Linked DNA regions of Mus musculus: region 2 is linked to region 1. Evidence: chromatin contacts called from public Micro-C data. All regions are on one chromosome and are shown on one strand. Each heading gives the region's core, a stretch centred on a gene start, on an enhancer-like site or on the middle of the called end of the contact. The rest is flanking DNA. Distances are from core to core; before and after follow the strand shown. Region 1 overlaps Pcdh10 (protocadherin 10). Region 2 has its middle 41 kb from the start of Gm35891.

Evidence for each region. Hi-C and Micro-C count contacts between places; a contact is called where the count stands out from the background.
Region 2: a contact with region 1 is called in a Micro-C map of embryonic fibroblasts, with 16 times the contacts expected there. The contact joins two enhancer-like sites. A contact is called at or near these places in 5 of 39 promoter capture datasets (cranial neural crest, frontonasal cranial neural crest, hippocampal neurons and 2 more), 12 of 484 Hi-C or Micro-C datasets (cardiomyocytes, cerebellum, cerebral cortex and 5 more) and 2 of 115 datasets of contacts at active chromatin or transcription factors (embryonic forebrain and forebrain).

Annotation. Positions count from the first base shown.
Region 1 is chr3:45,378,675-45,383,853 of GRCm38.p6, forward strand. Pcdh10 (protocadherin 10) reads left to right here. Exons shown (of 5, transcript NM_001098172.1): 1 at 1-3,209; 2 at 4,857-4,915. The coding sequence starts at 579. Among named protein-coding and RNA genes, the nearest start is that of Pcdh10, 2.9 kb to the left of the region's middle. Within about 2 kb of position 2,542, at least 18 of the 459 cell types and tissues checked have an H3K27ac peak or open chromatin away from gene starts, as enhancers often do.
Region 2 is chr3:51,167,392-51,172,785 of GRCm38.p6, forward strand. No RefSeq gene overlaps it. Among named protein-coding and RNA genes, the nearest start is that of Gm35891, 41 kb to the left of the region's middle. Within about 2 kb of position 2,225, at least 6 of the 459 cell types and tissues checked have an H3K27ac peak or open chromatin away from gene starts, as enhancers often do.

The DNA of each region.
Region 1 (5,179 bases), core at 1,292-3,791:
CAGAACGGCTCCGTGTTTTTCCAGCAAAAATTTTTCTCGCTGTCTTTAACCCCGCTCGCGTTTGCCAGCCGTTGATATCAAGAGGCATGTTCAGTGGTGCCGGCAGCATCTCCTCTACCTTCTTTTCCTCTTCATCTTCCTCCTTCTCCTCTTCTTCCTCCTCCACATTCTCCTCCCATCAGCAGGAAGACAAACCTAGGACAGTCTTGAAATATCGAAATTTCCTCCTTGGGATTTGCCAGCGCCGCGTTGCGCCAACACTGTCGGAATAAAGGAGGCTGACTATTGTATGATCGTTATTTTATTAATTGGTCAGTGGGAAGATTACGGCTGAGCATAGGGGACATCTGTCACCCTTTCTGCGCTAAGATTGAAAAATGAGGCTCGATTTGGAGACGCTCTAAAATGAAGCAAAAGGAATCAAAATTTTAATACAGCCACAGGAGCCCCCCCCCCACGCAGCACACTTTTATTTATATTTTTTAGATTATTATTATTCTTTTTGTGGTGGTGGTTGGGGGGCGGTGATCGGGGTGGCTGGCTGGCTACAGGGGAGCTGCTTCCTTTTCCTTTTGGAAATGATTGTGCTGTTATTCTTTGCCTTGCTCTGGATGGTGGACGGAGTCTTTTCCCAGCTTCATTATACTGTGCAGGAAGAGCAGGAACATGGCACTTTCGTGGGGAATATCGCTGAAGACCTGGGCTTGGACATTACAAAACTTTCAGCTCGCAGGTTTCAGACGGTGGCCAACTCACGGACCCCTTACTTGGACCTCAATCTGGAGACCGGGGTTCTGTACGTAAACGAGAAGATAGATCGCGAGCAAATCTGTAAGCAGAGCCCCTCTTGTGTCCTGCACCTGGAGGTCTTTCTGGAGAACCCGCTGGAGCTGTTCCGAGTGGAGATCGAAGTGCTGGACATCAATGACAACCCTCCCTCCTTCCCAGAGCCCGACCTGACAGTGGAGATCTCAGAGAGCGCCACGCCAGGCACCCGCTTTCCCTTGGAGAGCGCCTTCGACCCAGACGTGGGGACCAACTCCTTGCGAGACTACGAGATAACCCCAAATAGCTACTTCTCGCTAGACGTACAGACCCAGGGAGATGGCAACCGATTCGCCGAACTGGTCCTGGAGAAGCCACTGGACCGAGAACAGCAAGCGGTGCACCGCTACGTGCTGACCGCGGTGGACGGGGGAGGAGGGGGAGGAGGAGGGGAAGGAGGGGGAGGCGGTGGGGGAGCCGGCCTGCCCCCCCAGCAGCAGCGTACTGGCACGGCCTTGCTCACCATCCGAGTGCTCGACTCCAACGACAATGTGCCCGCTTTTGACCAACCCGTCTACACAGTTTCCCTACCAGAGAATTCTCCCCCTGGCACGCTAGTGATCCAGCTTAATGCCACCGACCCTGATGAAGGCCAGAATGGCGAGGTCGTGTACTCGTTCAGTAGTCACATTTCACCCAGGGCTCGGGAGCTCTTCGGACTGTCGCCGCGCACCGGCCGGCTGGAGGTGAGCGGCGAGCTGGACTATGAAGAGAGCCCAGTGTATCAGGTGTATGTCCAAGCCAAGGACTTGGGTCCCAATGCTGTGCCTGCGCACTGCAAGGTTCTGGTGAGAGTGCTGGATGCCAACGACAACGCACCAGAGATCAGCTTCAGCACAGTGAAAGAGGCGGTGAGCGAGGGTGCGGCCCCTGGCACGGTGGTGGCTCTGTTCAGCGTGACCGATCGGGACTCAGAGGAGAACGGGCAGGTGCAGTGTGAGCTTCTGGGAGACGTGCCGTTCCGCCTCAAGTCTTCCTTCAAGAATTACTACACTATCGTGACCGAAGCCCCCTTGGACCGAGAGGCTGGGGACTCCTACACCCTGACCGTGGTGGCCCGCGACCGGGGCGAGCCTGCACTCTCCACCAGTAAGTCGATCCAGGTTCAAGTGTCAGATGTGAATGACAATGCGCCGCGCTTCAGCCAGCCGGTCTACGACGTGTATGTGACAGAAAACAATGTGCCGGGTGCCTACATTTACGCGGTGAGCGCCACGGACCGCGACGAAGGGGCCAATGCAAAATTAACCTACTCTATCCTAGAGTGCCAGATCCAAGGAATGAGTGTCTTCACCTACGTGTCCATCAACTCAGACAACGGCTACTTGTACGCCCTGAGATCCTTCGACTATGAGCAGATCAAGGACTTCAGCTTTCAAGTAGAAGCCCGGGACGCCGGCAGTCCCCAGGCGCTGGCCGGCAATGCCACGGTCAACATCTTGATAGTGGATCAGAACGACAACGCCCCCGCCATCGTGGCGCCCCTTCCGGGGCGCAACGGGACTCCAGCCCGCGAGGTGCTGCCGCGCTCTGCCGAACCCGGCTACCTGCTCACTCGTGTGGCCGCAGTGGACGCGGACGACGGCGAGAACGCCAGGCTCACCTACAGCATAGTGCGGGGCAACGAAATGAACCTCTTTCGACTGGACTGGCGCACCGGAGAGCTCCGCACCGCGCGCCGGGTCCCAGCCAAGCGCGACCCCCAGCGGCCTTATGAGCTGGTGATCGAGGTGCGCGACCACGGGCAGCCGCCCCTGTCCTCCACAGCCACCCTGGTGGTTCAGCTGGTGGATGGAGCGGTGGAGCCACAGGGCGGGGGCGGGGACCGAGGCGGAGGGTCTGGGGAACACCTGCGTCCCAGCCGCTCTGGCGGCGGGGAAACTTCACTGGACCTCACACTTATCCTTATCATCGCCCTGGGCTCGGTGTCCTTCATCTTCCTGCTGGCCATGATCGTGTTGGCCGTGCGCTGTCAGAAAGAGAAAAAACTCAACATCTACACGTGTCTCGCGAGCGATTGCTGCCTCTGCTGCTGCTGCTGCGGCAATGGGAGCTCCACCTGCTGCGGCCGCCAAGCCCGGGCGCGCAAGAAGAAACTCAGCAAGTCAGATATCATGTTGGTGCAGAGCGCCAACGTCCCTAGCAACCCGGCCCAGGTGCCGGTAGAGGAGTCCGGAGGCTTCGGTTCCCATCACCACAATCAGAACTATTGCTATCAGGTCTGCCTCACCCCGGAGTCCGCCAAGACCGACCTGATGTTCCTGAAGCCCTGCAGCCCTTCCCGGAGTACAGATGCTGAGCACAATCCCTGCGGAGCCATCGTCACCGGGTACAGCGACCAGCAACCAGACATCATTTCCAACGGAAGCATTTTGTCCAACGAGGTAAGGCTGAAGGGAAAGAAGCACCATCTCTCATCTCCTCCATCAGAAAGCCTCCTTTAGCCCGGCCCTGCATCTCTTCTGGTGCACTGTGTATTTTCAGGTGTTAGCGTGTTTGTGTGGCTGAGGGAAGGGGAGGATTGGGGGTCACCTTTTATCACCTCTTGGTGTGTAACCTAACTTCTGTGTTCTGTGTTCTGACTGCACTCCACCCCTTTGATTTTATTTTCATTCCCCCCTCCCAGCACCCCCCCCCCCCTTTGCTTCTTTGCAACCTTGGAGCTTCCTCCTCCCTCTTCTACATTTATGGTCCTGCCTTCTTTGAAATCTGGGGAATATATGAGAAAAAGCTTGGCGGGAGAGAGAAGTGTGGGGGAGGGGCCAATCACTGACAAAGGTCTTTTTCTCTTTGCATCTGTCCCAGGCATTAATAAAGTTGCTTCCATTTTGGTTTGTTTATCACTGTTTTCAGTCGCGTGTACCAGTAAGCAATAGATTGTTTAACTTTATATGGTTGCCTAAATTGGATTGCATGTTTAGTGATCAGTTCCTTCTCTGAAAAAAAAAGAAAAAACAAAAAAAACAAACAAAAAAAAAAACACAACCACCAAGTCAATTCTGCTCTGGACAGCTTTAACACAAGCTCTTGAAGCCGAATGCCCACACAGTGTGAATTTGAATGAAGTTCCTCTGGCACAGAATCCTGTAAGAGTAAACTAACTGAAAGCTTGAACAACTGTCTTAAATATATCATTCAATAATAATTACTTCCTTGCCACTTTTAGTTTAGTTTTTTTGTTGGTTTTTTTGTTTTTGTTTTGTAGGAATTGCCTACTGTTGGCTTCTTTCTTCAGCAAAGAATTTGGCTTGTCAATTTCAATTTCTTTTTAAAAGGTAGAGACATAGTGGAAAGTTGGAGGGTGGGGAGTGGGGAGAGCCTTGTAAAGCAAAGTTTGGACTGGGAAGGTGTGTGGGCCTTGGGGAGCTTGCAGAGGGCCTCTGGAGGGAAAATGGAGCAGTGTTATGACAGTCACTCTTGGCATCTCCTTATTTTGAGTCTAAGATATAACTGATTGACTTTCACGAATATTTGTATAGCTCACTTGTATCCTAAGTAACTTTGAAAAATAAACAACAAAATAATTTGAGAAAATATCCAAACTTTTTCTTATTGAGCGTGCTGTTTTTTCTTGTGTCCATCCGTATCCACTTAAACACTCCGTAGACTATTGAAAGACAAGATGCAGACTATGATTAGAGTAATTTTATGGTAGACGCAACAGTTTATTAAACCTAGGTATAAGGGTTTTGTTTGTTTTGGTTTTGTTTTTTTTTTTTTTTTTTTTTTGCATTCTCCTTTTAAATAAGACACATTTTCTCTGGGCCAGCAAGTCTGCTTTGTTTTGCTTTGCTTTGAAAGAAAAAAACATATCACCTGTATCAAAGAAATCTAGATTCAAATGTCTCTACATGTTTCTCTTGTTCCTAGCCAGCAATCACCAGGCTGTGACCCTATGAAAACCTTAAAATTCCTTAAGCACAATATATACATGTGCTTAAATCCAACATTCTGAGTTCTTATTCTCAGAAGCAGGATGGTCGTTGTTCTCTCTGAATTTTAGTGCTCTTTATTTATTTATTTTTTCCTAGAATAAACACCAGCGAGCAGAGCTCAGCTATCTAGTTGACAGACCTCGCCGAGTTAACAGGTATGAACTATTTTCAATCCTTAGTTTTGTGTGTGAAAAGTTTCCTACCAAGTATAAGGAGGAAGTAGATGTGTGTTGTTTCATATGAAAAGATGCAATGCATAAAGCATTTTAAACTGAGGCAGGCACAACTACTCTACATAATTCATTTATCTCTATAAGATTAGCTATACAATGTTGTTCATTTATGTAAAAATTATAAAATACTTTTCCAGCTTCTATGACTTATTCACACTGATGTTCATATATATCTTATTTTTAAAA
Region 2 (5,394 bases), core at 975-3,474, 5.8 Mb after region 1:
CTGGCAACCTGAGTTCTAGCCCCAGAACCAACGTGGGAGACGGGGAGAACTGGTTCCTACAAGTTACCCTCTGACCTCCAGATGTGCACCATGGCATGTGCACATGTACTCACATACAGAGAGAGAGAGAGAGGGAGAGAGAGAGAGAGAGAGAGAGAGAGAGAGAGAGAGAGAGAGAGAGAGATACAAAATATTTTTTAAATTAAATTTCAAAACCCAACAGACTGAGAAACTGAAAGAGCAGAAATCTCTTTCCCAGCTCTAGTAAATTGAAGTCCAACATCAAAATGCCAGCTCCCCAGCTTGGAGCCAGCCCCTTCATCCTCCTATGTAAAAGAAAGCAAGTTTGAGTCTGCCTTAGTCAATGTTCTATTGCGGTGAAGACACACCATGACCACGGCGACTCTGATAAAGGAAACCAAGGCTGGCTTACAGTTGGTTAGTCCATTCTTATCATGTCAGGGAACATGGCAGCATGCAAGCAGACATGATGCTGGAGAAGCAGCTGAGAGGTCTACAGCTGGATCTGTGGGCAGCAGGAAGACAGAGAAACAAGAGGCCTGTCTTGATCTTTTGAAATCTCAAAGCCCACCCCCAGTGACACATTTCCTCCAGCAAGGCTACACCTACTCCTGTTGGTGTGTTCCCCAACAAGGCCACACCTCCTAATCATTCTAACTGGTGCCATTCCCTGATGACTAAGCATCCAATTATATGACTCTAAGGGAAGCCATTCTTATTCACCCCCCTGCCCCCCAAAGGCTTATAGTCTTATCATAATGCAAAACTGAGTTCAGTCCAACTTGCAAAGTCCCAATCGTCTATCATCGTCTCAACATTATTTAAAAGTCCAAAGTCTCTTCTGAGCAGGTGGCTACCTTCATACTCAGAGAGGAAAATCCTTATTCACATCTAGCATCCCTTCCTCACTTTAGAATAGCAGCAGCAAATAGCAGTTGTGTGTCTCCAGGTGATGGAAGCGCGTGCCTTTAATCCCGGCCCAGGAGGCAAAAGCAGGTGGATCTCTGAGGTCGAGGCCAGCCTGGTCCACAGAGCAAGTTCCGGGACAGCCAGGTTTGTTTTAGAAAAAAAGAAAACTGGATAATGGCCTATGGAGGGCTGGACATGATGCCCATAATACAGGTCAGGAAGACCATGAGTCTAAGACGAGTCTAGGCCACATAATGGATTCAAGAGCAGCCTGGGTCTAGTGAGTTCCAAGCCAATGTGGGCTACTGAGTAAATCCCTGATTCAAAGACTCCAAAAGAGGGGTACTAAGAGGACCAGCTGAGCTGGATTAGGGTGCCATTCCTGGGCCTTCATCTAACCTTAATTACCCCCTAAATGGCCTATTTAGGGATGAAGGCATAGCTAGAGATTAAGCCTATAGAGTCTCAATTTTTCTATCATGGTACACTCAAGCCTGAGCCTGTTGTTAAATACTATCACCGTGGCAGCCAGGCAGTGTTGGCCCACACTGTGAATCCCAGCACTCAGGAGACAGAGGCAGGCATCTTTGTGAGTCCAAGGCAGCCATAGCTACATAGAGAAACTCTATCTCAGGAAAAAAAGGCGGGGAGGGGGCAGTAAACTTTGTGGACTGGAGAGATGTCTCGGTAATTAAAAGCACTGTCTGCTTTCAATCCAGAGGACCAAGGTTCAATTCCCAGCAACCACATGGAAGCTGACAACTGTCTGTAACTCCACTTCCAGGGATCTGACGCCCTCACACCTATTCACATAAATCATTTTTTAAAAAAATGCTGTTGCATTGGCAGTTAGAGCTTCAACGCACAGGTTTTGAGAGACAGTTCAATCCCTAACAGTGACACGCCTTCACGGGATACAATGACATCACCAGGCGGCAAGACACGGTGAGCACAGGGGGCCCTTCTCATTTTCCTGTTTCCTGTCATACCCGCTATCGCTGGAGGCTTTTATCCCGAGTACGTTGGCAGGGCCTGCATATGCATGTGTATCTGTGTGTGGTACAAGCTCCGAGGCCTTGTAACAGAGATGATGTATCCCCACTGAAGAGAAATGACAGTCCGAATGAGGAGAAGAAGCCAATTTGTCACTTAATGCAGAGCCTGATTGTGCTGCAGCAGGAGCCTCACACCGAGATTGATTACAAACAAGATGACATTTCCCTGCGGGCCGCCTCACGCATTATTATAAATAAATACCACTCGCTTTAGCATCTGCATGGCCATCGATCGAGAACACATTCTTCTGTGCCTTGGGTTCACAGTAAATATCCCGGGGACCACGACGGCCTTTCTTCAATGTGTAAAAGCAGCGTGGCCTCACATGGGACAGTTTCATAAAGTGGGGACTGTCACACAGTCCATGAGAAAAGAAAGCACACACGGAGGCGAACTGACCCTAGGAGTTCATTTCCGAGAAAACTTAGCCTTAAACTGTGGTGGGGCTTTGTTCCAAAGGCTTCGGCAGCTGGACAAAGGCGCGGAAACCTGTGAGCCCAACACTCCAGACGATCCCGGACTCCACAGTGAGACCTTGCCTCTAAGGAGAAGAAGAAGAACACACAGTCTATAGCCCCTCAACAGCTGTTTGGGGGTTGTTTGGAAGTTTGCTTTTTTTAATCATTTTTTTGTGTGCGTGTTTCACATCAGCCCAAGAGAATCAGTTGTGATCTGGGAGTCTTTCCTGAAAAAAAATCACAGTGGAATTTTCGAGATGGAAATAAATCTGTTAAATTTCGAATATCTCTTTTGCCCTTGCCCTGACTGCTCCAAATCTGTCATCTTATGAGTTTCAAATAAATAAGTTATTTTAACCAGCAAAATATAGAGTGACTGTTTTCTATTTATTTCTTTACGCTTTGCTTCGGTGCAAGGGTGAATTTGATCTGCCTGCGGAAATTTTTTTTTTTTCATTTCAGTATCTCTCCACTCATTTTCTATATTCCCCTCCACCTCCTTTTGAAGCTTTTCTATCTGCTCCATCTTTCCCTCCTACATAAACCACGAGTTTGGCATGTTTCTGGCGTGACGTGAGTGCCCCCTGCTGTCAACGATGGTGAACAGCTCCGCAACCAGGCAGGTTCAGACCAATACCGCAGATGGAGAAAAAAACACTACATCCCTGGGCAAACACTGGTAGGATTGTTAAAATGAATAATTTATTAAATCGCGATTGTTTATTGACATCCCTTTCATTATTTACTTCTCAGTTATTAAACATACTCGTGGAGTGCCTGGGTGTTAGCCCTTGGCCCACTCCAACGCTTTTTCCCAGGCAGGGATGGAGCCAGCCCCGTGATTCTCTCTATCCAAGACATTTTCGATCTCTTTTGTCAGGTCGGGGTCAAACTACAGTTGTTCCATGATGACTTTATCAATTCTCAGCTGATAGACTCTAAATGAAAAACTGCCCGCTGCTGCCTCGCCGCCACTTAAGAAGGGGGTTATCTGGGTAATATTCTGTCAATCAGGCAGGGTCTGCGACAGACACCGGGAGTCAAGTGAAATAGGAGGAGAAGATGATTTCAATGTTTTTATTAGTCATTGTCCCCCACATCAAAGACTAGCTGACAGCCATCCCTGTCTGTCCTTCCAAGTCAAAAAGATAAGGGAAGGAAGCCACGCATGGACATTTGAGGGCATGCTCCATTCTGAAGGAAATCAGCAAGTCTGTGTCTTACAGAACGATACCCGTCAGCCCTCACAATGGGGTGGGTCCAGGTCAAAAGCACCAGGCTCCAATGGGAGGAGCATGTCCCAAAAAGAAAAGCTCTAACCCCAGACTTGAAGATACATGCTAGTCTGCACCCGGGAGAGGCCTTGGCTTTTAAGGACAAACTCAAGTTTCCCGGTGGTTTGTTCTCATACAATATATTCGGGTGGCACTTCTCCCTTCTCCCAACTCCTCCTCATTTTTAACAATGCAGGAGTTCAGAAAGGTGTATGTGTAGTATCGATAGATAGATAGATAGATAGATAGATAGATAGATAGATAGATAGATAGATAGATAATGAATAAATGAACCTCAAGGCCAAAAAAAAAAAAAGTGAAAGTTAACAAATTTCACTCTAAAACCCCAAATCTTAAAACAAAGAAGTGATGGTGAGATGGGTCAGTGGGTCAAAGTGTTCACCCTGCATGCCTCGAGATTCCACACTGAAAGGAACAAACCAGCTTCGCTGGCTTCCACACTCAAGCCCACATCCCCTCACACGGTGGAGTACGCCTTTAATCCCAGCACTCAGGAGGCAGAGGCAGGCGGATTTCTGAGTTCAAGGCCAGCCTGATCTACAAAGTGAGTTCCAGGACAGCCAGGACTTTTCAGAGAAACCCTGTCTCAAAAAACCAAATAAATATAAATAAATAAATAAATGAATAAATAAGAGAAAGGCTAATTGATCATGATTGTTATTAGTACACATAGCATAAGTCTCCTCTCCCCCTCCCTCCCTCCTTCCCCTCCCCCTCTCCCCCCTCTCCTCTCTCCCTCCCCTCTCCCCTTTCCCCTCCCCCCTCCCCACTCTCCTCTCTCCCTCCCCTCTCCCCTTTCCCCTCCCCCCTCCCCACTCTCCCTCTCCCCTCCCTCTCCCCCTCCCCTCCCTCTCCCCCTCCCCTCCCTCTCCCCCTCCCCTCCCCTTCCCCCTCTCCTCCCTCTTGTCTTCTCTCCCCTCTCCCCTCTCCCCTCTCCTCTCTCCCCTCTCCCCCACCTCATAAAATAAGTAGCTTGATTCATTTTCCAAAAACTCATTAGAAATCTGCATTGGGTGGGAAAATCACATTATCAGATGTTTTAAAAATAACAATAAATAACATTAGAAATATCATCAAATTATATTCCCTTTGTCACATTAAGTTAAATATGACATTTTTCTCTCACCGCTCTGGGTATTTGAAGGCTCTGTGCTCAGAAAGCACAGAGAAGACGCAGAACAGGGCCAGGACCAAGGCCAGGGCCAGAGTTTTCTGATGAGCACATATGTTCAGCCTGCAGTCCTCCAACTACGTGCACCTATGATGACTAGGAACAGGGGCCAACATCTTCGTAAGGATGTATGCCATGTCACAATGTCAAAAAAGATGGACACCCTTCCTTTACACCAAATTGTCCAGAAAGTTTGTAAGAGAAACATCATTTTAGTGAGCAAGAGCCTTAAATTTGAAAGGAATCTGCCACCCTGGCTTGAGTTCCACTTGTGACTTGATCACGAAGCTTGTTTCCTTGTTGTGTGTTGTATGTTCTTCATAAAATTAAATGTGAGTTTGTCCAGCCATGCATATAAATATCTATCCCAACATCAGCAACATGCAACACATGTGCAGACCCTTCACTTCCTACCTCCATTCCTTCTCTCTGTCCTAGAAGCCATAATTAAAGCGCTGGGGGGGGGGGGGCCTTCTGGCCAGGC